Linked DNA regions of Mus musculus: all the other regions are linked to region 3. A link is a contact called in public ChIA-PET and HiChIP or PLAC-seq data. All regions are on one chromosome and are shown on one strand. Each heading gives the region's core, a stretch centred on a gene start, on an enhancer-like site or on the middle of the called end of the contact. The rest is flanking DNA. Distances are from core to core; before and after follow the strand shown. Region 1 has its middle 27 kb from the start of Fam120aos. Region 2 overlaps Bicd2 (BICD cargo adaptor 2). Region 3 holds the start of Ninj1 (ninjurin 1).

Region 1 (3,855 bases), core at 561-3,060, 190 kb before region 3:
ATTGCACATCACTTTCAAACATGGCTGCTCCCTTCTACAAACTAACTTTACTTTTATTGTTTGGAAATAAAGTGTGTAGTAAGTGTGTCTGTATTCCAATTAGAAGGATTAAAGGTGTGGCTAAGGCTGAGCCACACCACAACTAGAAACAGGTTTTTCCAGTAAACAACACAACCTTAGGGTTCATACTATGATCAAATATCCGGCAGCATTGGATACCTTCTTTTAAATTTTATTTGCTCACCATGGGTGCTGGGAACCAAATTCAGGTCTTCTGCAAGAGTAGTATATGCTCTTAACCACTGAGTTGTATCTCCAGCCCTGAATTATTCAGCTTCTTTTTCGGGTTATGAAAATTAGGGAACTATATATTGGTGGCAACTGTGAAACATTGTAAATAAAAGCCATTAATTGTACACCATAAGATGGTTAAATGGGAAAGTTTACGTTATGTGTATTTTACCACAGTTTTAAAAAAACTGATCCTGGGGACTGGAGAGCTGGCTCAATGGTTAAGAGCACTGACCACTCTTCCAGAGGTCCTGAGTTCAATTCCTAGCAATTACATGGTAACTCACAACCATCTGTAATGTGGTCTGATGCACTCTTCTGATGTGTGTCTGAAGACAGCTACAGTGTACTCATATAAATAAAATAAATAAGTCTTTTTTAAAAACCTGATCCTGTTGGGGCTGGTGAGATGGTTCATAAAGTATGGCTGCTTGCAGCTCAGCCAAGCAACTGAGTTGGATCTGTGGGACCACACTGGAAAGGAGAGAATCGGCTCCGGAAAATTGTTCTCTGGAATCCACACAAGCAGACAAGCAGTGCGGAGTGAACAGAAGCCCATTCTCATACACACACACACACACACACACACTCACACACATACACACACACACACTCACACACATACACACACACACAGTCACACACACACATACACACTCTTACACACACACACACACATCATGTACACACAGTAATGACAAATATATAGCTTAAAAAAAACAATATTGTAGCACATAAACGGCACACATAGTTGGGTGAGCAGTATGTAAATTATCTCAGTATTTTATACATATGGGTGTGTTACTACAGGTATGTCTGTGTGCCATGTATGTGCCTGGTGCCTTCAGAGGCTAGAGTGGCACTGCTAATTGGACTCAGTGGGTTACAAAAAAAAAAAAAAAAAAAAATAACAAAGACGAGACCATGAAAGTGAGAGAATAATGATAGGGGAGACTAGGGACAGAGATGCTCAAGGTACATTATATGAAGCTGTCAACAAATAACAGATATTCCTTTAGAAAACAATGTCAGAGGGGCTGCGAAGATAGCTCGTTAGTCACCTCTGAGTTCTGTTCACACTTCCCTCCCTAGGTGCCCCCATAACTTAGCTCCAGGGAGTCTGACACCTTGTTCTGGCCTCCAAGGGTACCTGCAAGGAACATGTATAAGTACACACACACACACACACACACACACATACATACACACACATACACCAGGAACATGTAGATATATGCATACACATACATATAATAAATTTAGAAAAACTTAAAATCAAGTCAAATAACAATTAATACATGTCTGACTTAAAAGAATGCATCTTCACTCATTCTGCTGTAGCTAAATACAGACAAAGATCTCCTGCTCATCTGTAACCCTGCACACGAGACTATCTGTACATTTGTTGGATAAATGAGTGCTGTGGAGGTTGTGCTCAGCTCTTTTGTCATGGGCCACAGAGAGGAAGAACTTGTTAACCTGTTGCTAAGCAACAGTACTTCCTGGACCAGGACTTCTGCACAGTAAAGGGAGGGTGCCTTGCAGATCTACAAAGGAAAGAGCGGGCACAGTGCATGCATGAATAGAGAGACAGGAAGCCACCTCTGGAAACCAAGCAGAGGATTCAAGTGAGCATCTGAGAAGGCAGCCCCAGTCCCCATTCTCAAGTTCTGCCAGCTCCTAATCCCCACTGAAGACCGGAAGACTGACCCTGCCACCACTTCATGAAATCAAAGTGAAAACCAGCCTAGTGCATTTTATCGACATTTTATTTATAAAACTTTGCTAAGATCCTCAAGTGCTCAGAGGATTACAAACAGTGCTTGCCACCAAGCCTGAGGACCTGAGTTTGATGTCTAGGACCCACTCCCACAAGTTGTCCTCTGACCTCCACATGAGCACTGGGGTATATGAATCACACATATACAGAGACTGGCATTATCTCTCCCTCTCCCTCTCTCTACACACACACACACACACTCACTCTCACACACAAATGCACTCATGCACACACTCACACATAGGTGTACACATACACACACTAAATAAATATCATTTAACAAAACCTACCATCTTCACAGTGATAAGAGAAAAAGCACTAAGATTTTACTCAGAGTTCACGGAGTTCTGAACCTGAACTTTCTGAACCATCTCACCAGCCCCAACAGAACAATTTTTAAAAGATTTATTTATTTTATTTATAGGAGTACACTGTAGCTGTCTTCAGACTCACCAGAAGAGGGTATCAGATCCCATTACAGATGGTTGTGAGTCACCATGTGGTTGCTGGGAATTGAACTCAGGACCTTTGGAATAGCAGTCATTGCTCTTAACCACTGAGCCGTCTCTCCAGGATCAGTTTTTTTAAAACTGTGGTAAAATACACAAAGCTAACTTAAGTGGAAAGGTTAGCTTCATTAAGATTAGAGACTTAGATTTTCCCTTTTTAAATTTAAAACGTTAATTCTATAGTGCAAGTATTTACAGAATAACTTAATACTTTTTTTTTTTTTTTTTTTTTTTAAAGACAGGCTCTCATTGAAACTAGAGCTTGCTATGGGGGCTAGGCTAGCTGGCCAGGAAGCTCCAGGGACCTGTCTAGTTTTGTAACCCTCCGCCCAGAGCTGGGGTAACAGATGTACTGCCTGGCTTGTGTGTGTGTGCGTGTGTGTGTGTGTGTGTGTGTGTGTGTGTGTGTGTGTGCGTGTATGCTTAGGGTACAAACTCAGCTCCTCTTGCTTGCTCGGTAAGCACTTAACTCTCTGAGTCATGTCCGAGGTCCCAGGCTTCGTCTCTTAATGACCCTGCTCTGCCTTACACATCGTCAGCTGACGACTAAACTCCTAAACCATGAACTAATAGAGAACACACACATTCCTACCCAGACTATAGCACAGTTATGACCTCTTTGGTGTTGCTGATTACAAAATGAAGCAGGACATGCCTTAGTTTCATCTCCCACTGCTATGATCAAATACTCTGACAACTGCAGCTTAGAGGAGAAAGGGTTTACTGAGCTCCCACTTCTGGGTTATAGGTCCATTGCTGTGGGGGTAGTCAAGCCTGCAGGAACTTCACGTAGCAGCTGGTCACATTATAGTTAGGAAGCAGATAGTATCACAACAGTGCTACTGTGCAGCTCATAGTCCCCACTGGAACACATCCCAGGATCCCCAGCCCAGGAGTGGTTTCACCAAACTTGGTGGGCCTTCTTATTATCAGTTACCGTTGTCAAGACAGCTATGCCCATTGGGCAAATGTTCTAGACAATTCCTCACTGAGACTCTCTTCCTAGGTGATCCGCGATTGCATCAAGTTGACAATTAAAACCAACCACCTTGTGCTGTTGCCGTGGGAAACCACTTGGTAGCTGTGCAGAAAGTTAAACTTAGAACTGTCATATGCTGCAGTGTTCTGCTTCTAGGCATTTAGCCCCAAATAACTGAAAGTAGATAGAAAACAGACACTTTGTGCTAATGTTCATTGAGGCTTCATCCCCAGTAGCCAAAGATGGGGAAAACACAAATCCTCACCTATGAACAGGTGAGTGTAAAAAATTAAAAT
Region 2 (3,735 bases), core at 899-3,398, 180 kb after region 3:
AGGACTCTTCCCTGACTTGTTAGCATAGGCCTTCTCCAGGGACCCAGGCCCCCGTGGATAGTGTGTGTCAGGGGAGAGGGCTTGAGTTCAGTTCTGGTTACACCTCTTCTCAGGCCCTCCGTGTGTTCTGTTTGAAGGGTCAGTCTGTACTGCTTGCACAGATGAGTAGCTCTCACAGTGAGATGTTCACATTACTCTCTGGATAGTGCTGAGTAGTTGGGGCTTTCCTTTGTTGGTGAAGAAAAGATCAGTAGGCATTGGCAGGGAGCCAAGCTGCCCTTCTGGGTGACTGTAGAGCAGGAACCTTGTGGGTTCCATAGAACCTGGCCAAGTGTGAGGAAAACTGAAGAGGAGTAGGCACTAATTTGGGCTGATCCTCTAAGTTCTCATCCTTTTCATTAGTAGGCTAGTCGTGGATAACCTTGGCTTGGTACCCATGTTCTCTCAGCACAGGGCTGGACATCCTCACACCCAGCCTTAGGAATTAGCCTTGTAGCCTAGTTTTCTAACAAAGTTCTGACCAGCTGCCTGTTTCCCATTCTGTACCAAGCACAGGATTGGGGATGTATCCTTGCCTGGATAAACTTAGATTTTCTACAACAAATCATGGGAAGGAATGCTTGAGAGTTGGTCAGGGTTGTTGGTACAGTGGGAAACTTTACAGGTGTCCTGGCCATGGGAGGATGGGACTGCTGCCTAGTTTGGGTTTCAGCAAACCCTTTCTTTGGGAAACAACTTGATGTTGCAATAAAATTTTATTGGTACCAGCCTATTAGATGACCTTCAGTGTCTTGAAACTTCTGGAGGCATGCCATAGTAAGGGCCACAGAGATCCTTATGTTTTTAAAATCATAGGACGTGCCTGCCAGGCCATATCTCTGTTGCTCCTCACATTGATTCTCAGCTTCTGTTCTCTGTGTTGAGAACCTGAGCAACTGTCATGGGCTGGTCTGACTCCTGGCCTGCACTGTGCTGCCCTCATTCTGTATCCTTGGGATTGGGAGCCCGGGAGCACTCAGCATGCAGACAGTGGTCCAGGGAGCACTCTGAGTGCCGACAGTGGTCTGGGGAGCACCCAGCATGCAGGCAGTGGCTGGGGAGCACTCAGTGTGCAGGCAGTGGTCCGGGCATGAGTTCTTTGTCTTGAGTCAGACATTATGTTTCCATTTGGGCGACCAGGAAAGGCAGAATGATTCCCTGAATTTGTGTTTGAAGGCTTCTGTTATTGAGGACTGAGTGGGGCTCAAGGGACAGAGAGGCTGCTTCATCTCTGATGAGGGAACTCTCGATTCTAAATCCTCTCAGCAGCAAGCTTAGACTAAAAGGTATTCTTAACTCAGGTATGACCTCAGGCTGGAGGCATTACTAACCCAGGTTATAGGTGAGGAAGCTGAGGGACACTCATCTGTGCCCAACATGGTCCCCAGTTTGCAGTGTTGTAGCATATTTCAGAGGTAGATCAACTGAGCAGCAAATGATGTTCTTTGTCCTTCCTGAGATGGTAGTAGTGAGCACAGGTGGGTTTGTGTGCTCCCACATGTACCCAGGGTCTGTTCTCTCTTGCTATGCTGTCTGGCTTTCAGGATAGACACATGTTTTAGATGTGACCCCAAAGCCCTGTCCCATCAGCCCTCCCTCAGTGTTATACCATCCTACAATGCAACCAGACCAAGCACCTGTGGTAAAGCACTAAGCTCTGTCTTGCCTCAGTTTTTGTGTGCAAAGTAGGTGCTTGTGCAACCCCACCCCCAACCCTACCCCATGGCACCATGAAATGGTCTAATGCTTAGGGCATTCCTGTTTTATGGCTTCAGTCATCTGGTAGATTCTGTGGATAGCAGGCATTAAGCCCTTGTCATAGACACAAGACTGTCCCTTGCTGCCTCACCTGCCCCAGCCTCCTTCCAGGGATATAGTTTCAGCTGCCCTTCCTGACTGGGCTTTTTGTCTTCCTCACCCCTAACTATTAGCCCCCCATACCATTGCTCATGCTGAGCACCTGAGGCACACCATGCTTGGTTTTGAAATTTGCCCCTTAGGGCTGCTATGATTTCTCTTCCTACCCAGAGCTTCTCTTCTCCCATCTTAGCTAAGGATGATCCAGCTGCTGAAGTCATGATTGGCCTGGTTCCTTGTAGGCACAGAGGATTGCACCATAGCTACATGGGTGTGGCTGACCTTGAAGCCAGCATCCCAGGGGGCTATGTGTTGGCCAGAAGCAAACATGGGCCGTGTTCCTCTTGTAGGCGCCTGGCTGGCCATGACCTCATGCTCCAGCTTTTCTGGCCCTGTTGGGTCTTGCTGAACCTGGGCAACTTGAGAGCAGTAGGCAGGAGGTAGGTCAGGAGCCTGTGTTGAGTACATCACCAGAGCATTGCTCCTCCTCAAAACACAGCATCTACCATTCTGTGGTCAAGACTGGAGGAGAGCTAGGCTGCTTCTTTGTCCTCTTCTTTCCTTGAAGCAGCTTGTAGAAGGGGCAGGTTAGAGGCTATATCTGCTGTTCAGGGGCTGGTTCTTGATACTAGGGTGGCAAAGGCTCCCATCTTCTGTGGTGCCACCTGGGAGGCCCGAGGGATGAGCCAGGGAAATCTACAAACACAACCACAGCTGTCCCCCACCAACCTGCAGGTCAGGAACACCTTTCCAGAGAGCATTTTTTCAAGGGAGGACAGAAGGGAGCCTACAACCCATAGAACAGGAAGATGATCCTGGGTATTGCAGGATTTAAGATGGAGTTGAAAGGTTGTATAGGATTGTATGCAGTGGCGTCTGAAAAGATCAGAAGAAGTGTGCCCCAACAGGTATCTACACCTCTCTGACCCCCAGCCTCACACAGAGCCTGTAAGCTGGGCTTGGTGGCCACAGGGATGGGCTGTGTCTTATAGGTTCACACTTTGCAGGTGAGGGGTGTAGCACTTCAGGAACATCCATGCAGTTGCCTTAGACAACTTCAGTGAGCTTCATGCATTGGGGTGTTCAGTATAAGTTTTCATGTAAGTATGTGTTCCTTCTTTTTTGTTGGGTATAGTACTTCATTATATGAATTACCATATTTAGTTTTTTTATAAAAAATTTATCATCCGTGTGTGTGCATGTGCACATGTTACAGCATATTAGAGGACAACTTTGTAGAATTGATTCTCGTTGCAACCTTATTTATATGGTATCTGAGGGCTGAATTCAGGTTAATAGGCTTGAATGGCAAATGCTTTTGCCTGTAGAGCAATTTCTCAGGCCCTGTATTTTAAAACAATGGAGAGCTGGGATTACAGGTACATACACTATCACACCTAGTCTGTATGCAGCTTTGGGGATTTAAAACTGTAGCCTTATTCTTACATGGCCAGCGCTGTAACCACCCAGCCCCCTGTGGTTGTTTTCCTGCCAAGATGAGATCTTCTCCATTGTCCTGGCTCTTCTCAAGTCCTGCTTCAGCCTCCTGAGTATCCGGGATTACATGTGTTCCTCGTTGGCTACCGTGCTCAGCTTTAAGGTTCTGTGTGTGTGTGTGTGTGTGTGTCTGTCTGTCTGTCTGCCTGCCTCTATGTGTGTATGTGTGTGTGTGTGTGTGTGTGTGTGTCTACCTCTGTGTGTGTGTCTCTGTCTGTCTGCCTGTCTGTGTGTGTGTCTGTCTGCCTCTATGTGTGTGTGTGTGTCTCTGTCTGTCTGTCTGTCTGCCTGTCTGTGTGTGTGTATATGAGCTACTTGCACGTGTGCTGTGGGTTCAAGGCT
Region 3 (4,154 bases), core at 97-2,596:
GTTTCTCTATGTAGCTCTGGCTGTTCTGGAACTTGCTCTGTAGACCAGGCTGGCCTCGAACTCAGACATACACCTGTCTCTGCCTCCAAGTGCTGGGATTAAAGGCTTGTGCCACCACCTCTACCACCAGGCTGGCTCCATTTCTTATTTCTAATCCTCTTCCTTCTGGATGTGAGACAGGGGACAGAGGGTCCGCAGGTTCACTTGGCCTTTAGCAAACTCCAGCCTTATGCTAAGACACAAGCTGGCAAGAAGGGTCATAAAGAGAAGGTGAACCACTCCATCAAGGAACGGTAGTTCTGAGCCCCAGCTTGTAATCTCCCTAAGAGTCTCATCGTCCTTATTCCTTCTGAGACTCTAGGAGATACCAGGAGAGGAGTGTGGCACCCCTGAGGCCAGGCAAAGCATGGGGCCTGAGAGTGAGGCCAGGGTGGGAAGGAAGAAGGCACAGCAACTGGCTTTTACTCCTGCATCTAGTGTGTCTCCTCGGACGACAGCACCCCATCACACTCCATCTAGCTTCCTAGGCCAGGAAAAGACATGGTACTGGGGCACAAAGGTCCATTGGGCCACGAACTGCAGTAGCCAACCAACACGTCATACCCTTGGAGTATAGATGTCAGGGCTATGATGTCAGCTTCTTCTGGACACTAAAGCTGTTGTGCTTCCCTCTGGTCCCTGGTCTCTCTTGGAGGGTGGTGTGGGAGGCAGGAGAGTCCCGGAGAGCGGAATGCCAGCCTTCTCCACCAGTGCCAGCCACACGCAGGCTCTGCACAGTGGGGTGCTGGCTGCAAGCTAGACCCAGAGCAAGAGGCTCTCCCTCATATGTTCTATTCTCCAGGCAGAACAGCTGAGGGCTCTAAAGTGGAAACCTGGAGTAACCGTTGACACCCTTTTCCTGTGTTGAGTTACCCTGAAGGGACTTACAGCCTCAGGGCGTGTCCTCCCCAAGGAAAAAACCTCAGCACGGGGCAGCATGTGCCTCGCCCTTGGCCTCACTTTTAAACAGATCAAGTGCTTATGTTCAAAGTTCAGAGGGGGGCCCGTTTGATCAACAACTTTGAGACAGGGTCCCTGGGGACCCCCGATGTCATCGCGAGGACAGGCGCTGGGCTGCTTGCCCTAGCCATCGTGAAGGAGCCTGAGAATTGGGGACATCAAGGCCGCTGGAGAAGTGCTATCCTGCTCAGGCGCGATTCCAGCAGCTGGCGTCTAGGCCCCGGCCCGCCCCGGGTGGAGGCGGAGTCCGGGGGCGGCCGCGCGCGGGGGGCGTGTCGGGGGCGGGCCGGGGGCGGGCCGGGGGCGGGCGCACAGCCGTAGCCCGTGGCGGAGGCGCGGGTGCGCTCAGGCCGTGTGCTGGGCGGCCCGGGCGGCCGCACCATGGAGTCGGGCACTGAGGAGTATGAGCTCAACGGCGACCTGCGCCCGGGCTCCCCCGGTTCCCCCGACGCCTTGGTAAGCTCTCAGCACCTCCTGCCCCGGCTGCTGTGTGACCTTGGCCGGCGCCGCCCTCTCTGGGCCCGGCACGTCAGCGGGCACCTGTGGGCGTCTGGCCCGGTTTCGCGCGGCGTCCGCACTGCGGGGGGTGGTGGTGGCCGCTGCTTCCGGGCAAAGTCGTGCTTGACCTGTCTCTAGCGCAAGTGGTGGCCCACGGGTCTGGGGCCAGCACAGCAGGTAGGCAGAGGCGCCGGGCGGTCTAGCTTGCTGCCGTCGCCCCGCTGTGCAGAGCCCGCGTCTGGCTGGCACCACTCCTCGGGTGGAGAAGGCTGGCATTCCGCTCTCCGGGACTCTCCTGCCTCCCACACCATCCTCCAACTTCCAACGCCTCCGGGCTGTCTCCTGCGTGCCTTGGGGTGGGCGGGAGAAGAGTCACCGCCTCCTGGTTGGAAGCTAGCATCAGGCAGACAGCTACGTCACCACACGGTGACCACACGGTCGTCTGCAGCAGTGATAAGGGGGAAACCCGTGGCTGTGTCTCTGCTGCTGTCACCTGCCTATGAAAAACAGAACGCCACCCTCTCGATCGTCAGGGTGCTAGTTCTAGGACTGTAAGGACCTGCCTCGAGTTTGCTCTGCCTAGCCTGCTAAGGCCACAGCGATGGTCGGATGCCTGTGTCGAGGGACCATCTTTCCTGACCCCTCACCTCATAGTCTACCTCCGGGGCAGGGCCTGAGCATGCCAGGGCCGAGCCTTCACTTGTACCACCCCGCATGGCCCTCTGTCCCTCGGTGACATGTTGACTTTGGACATTCCTTCTATTTCCGACCCCCCCCCCCAGGGATGGGGTGGAGTGGGGTGGGGAATTGCACCAGGCTGGGATTTTCCACAAGTCTTTGCGGTGCAAAATAAACCAGAACAGAGACTTTCTGCCCAGGTCCATATAGTGGAAACAGGGAACACCAACGTCTCCTGGGACTACTTCAGGTGTGCCAGCTGAGACTTGGGCTCTGCCAAAATGTGTGAACACTCCGGAAGCAGTGGGCCAGGGACACCCCGGGCTGAGTTCCTTTAGGGAGCCCATCAACTGTCTGGGCCTTTTGTATGTGGGTCTACAATAAAGAACCAGTGATCTCTAGGCCTTTAAGGACAAGGGATGCAAATCAGGAACAGGTGGGCCCGTGGTTCAGCTGCGGATTTGAAGGGAAACTGGCTGTCTCTGAGCAGCAGCCTCCCCCTTCAGCTCTGCAGACAGCTGGATCAGCTGTGCCTCCCAAGAGAATTCTGAGCACAGACACAGGAGAGATTGGGTTGGATTGCTCAGGGGTCACTGTCTTGGCTCTGGGAACAAGGAGAGAGATATTCCACCCCCTCCCCCGCCATTTCTTTGAAGAGCCAACTAGGAGAATGAAATCAACTAAATTAGGTTCTCAAGGGTATGCAGGGTTCCTGCCTGCCTGCCTGCCTGCCTGCCTGCCTGCCTGCCATAGTGGTTAGTAGGGAGCAAAGAGGTCAGAGAAGGCTCCCTGTGTGGTGGAGGTGTTTGCACTGGCTTAGGGGAGGGACAGATCTGGCCCTTTGGTGTGAGTGGAAGAGGTCAGGGGAACAGTACAAGTGGAGACCAGAGGCTCGTTACTGAGACTGTACAGGGTTGGGTGGGAGGGAGATTTTTGTCTAGAGTCTCTGGGGACACAGGATGCTTCTCTGAGGTGTGGCTAACTTTGAAGGCTGCCCTGCTCAATGCCTGGTCCCCCTTCCCAACCTCAGGCTCCTACCTCCCAACTTTCTAAGGTGTGTCGTGTCAGCATTCTGTGCCTCAGTTTATCATCTACGAAGTGGCATCATAGTAAGTGCCTCTGCTAAGTGAAAACTATATGGCTGACATAAAGGAAATGCTTGCGGCAGAGCGCAGTACGTGGCGGCGTTAGCTATGGAGACACTCTCCATGGTCTCATGGTGGCATCCATAGAAGTTTGGGAAGGACAACACTGTCCCCAGGATGAGAACCCAAGGGAGCCTCGGTTTCCCCTCTGGAAAAAGGGGTGCCACTACCTCCCAGGTAGTTGAGGCCCCGCAGAGCCACCCTGGTTGGTTCCTGTCAAGTGTAACACTGGGGAAGCTCTGCCCACACCCCTCCAGATGCTAGGTTCCCCAGAGCCGGTTAGCTAAAGGCCCTGTTAGTGTTCACAGCCTGATCCAGTTTTGGTGAGTTAGCTCACTGTCACCTGGCCCCTGAGAAACAGTAAACACCAGTTAAACGTGGAAATGCCATACTCCTACCACGACGCTGGGGACAGCTTCATGTTAGACACAGCCAGAGGGAGGTGGCTGGGATGGAACTGGACCATAACCCTGTGGCACCTGCCCTGCTTTCTTGCTCCTCAGGGAACGCAGGCTGAGGGAGCTACGGCCATATCTCAGGTCTCTAGGTCATGGCACGTCCTGCACACTGGCCTCAGCTACCAGGAAAAGCTTTCCTATTTTCCCCTCTTCTGCTTGCCTGGCAGATCCTGGGCAGTCAGGATCTTAGCCAAGTTCTAAAGGCCACCCTAGTGGGCCTCCAGGTCACTCCTGGTCAGCTCTGACCCACAGGAAGTGAGTCTGCCCAGCCCGTGGCCCAGCTGCTGTGGGGACCCCGCCTCCCGTGTTTCCTGCTGTCTCACTGGGGTTTCCTGCCGGGAATATATGTGTGAAATCAGGAGAAACTTCAGTCTTG

The links. ChIA-PET counts read pairs in DNA pulled down with a chosen protein or histone mark. HiChIP or PLAC-seq counts read pairs in DNA pulled down with a chosen protein or histone mark.
Region 1: an RNA polymerase II ChIA-PET map of memory CD8 T cells shows a contact between it and region 3, with 41 read pairs. The contact joins the enhancer-like site here to the promoter of Ninj1 in region 3. A contact is called at or near these places in 2 of 39 promoter capture datasets (hippocampal neurons and macrophages), 2 of 15 datasets of contacts at CTCF or cohesin (embryonic stem cells and pro-B cells), 16 of 484 Hi-C or Micro-C datasets (the AML12 cell line, the AtT-20 cell line, CD4 T cells and 10 more), 4 of 115 datasets of contacts at active chromatin or transcription factors (bone marrow-derived macrophages, embryonic fibroblasts, memory CD8 T cells and 1 more) and 3 of 9 other capture datasets (adipose tissue, liver and macrophages).
Region 2: a contact with region 3 is called in an H3K4me3 HiChIP or PLAC-seq map of bone marrow-derived macrophages, with 2.4 times the contacts expected there. The contact joins the enhancer-like site here to the promoter of Ninj1 in region 3. A contact is called at or near these places in 5 of 115 datasets of contacts at active chromatin or transcription factors (bone marrow-derived dendritic cells, bone marrow-derived macrophages, large pre-B cells and 2 more) and 1 of 9 other capture datasets (liver).

The regions. Positions count from the first base shown.
Region 1 is chr13:48,993,286-48,997,140 of GRCm38.p6, forward strand. No RefSeq gene overlaps it. Among named protein-coding and RNA genes, the nearest start is that of Fam120aos, 27 kb to the left of the region's middle. Within about 2 kb of position 1,811, at least 54 of the 459 cell types and tissues checked have an H3K27ac peak or open chromatin away from gene starts, as enhancers often do. A contact at or near this core is called in Th1 cells and memory CD8 T cells, where this site is marked.
Region 2 is chr13:49,362,728-49,366,462 of GRCm38.p6, forward strand. All of the region lies in intron 1 of Bicd2 (BICD cargo adaptor 2), which reads left to right. Among named protein-coding and RNA genes, the nearest start is that of Bicd2, 23 kb to the left of the region's middle. Within about 2 kb of position 2,149, at least 34 of the 459 cell types and tissues checked have an H3K27ac peak or open chromatin away from gene starts, as enhancers often do. A contact at or near this core is called in bone marrow-derived macrophages, where this site is marked.
Region 3 is chr13:49,186,183-49,190,336 of GRCm38.p6, forward strand. Ninj1 (ninjurin 1) reads left to right here and starts at 1,347. Exons shown (of 4, transcript NM_013610.3): 1 at 1,347-1,455. The coding sequence starts at 1,381.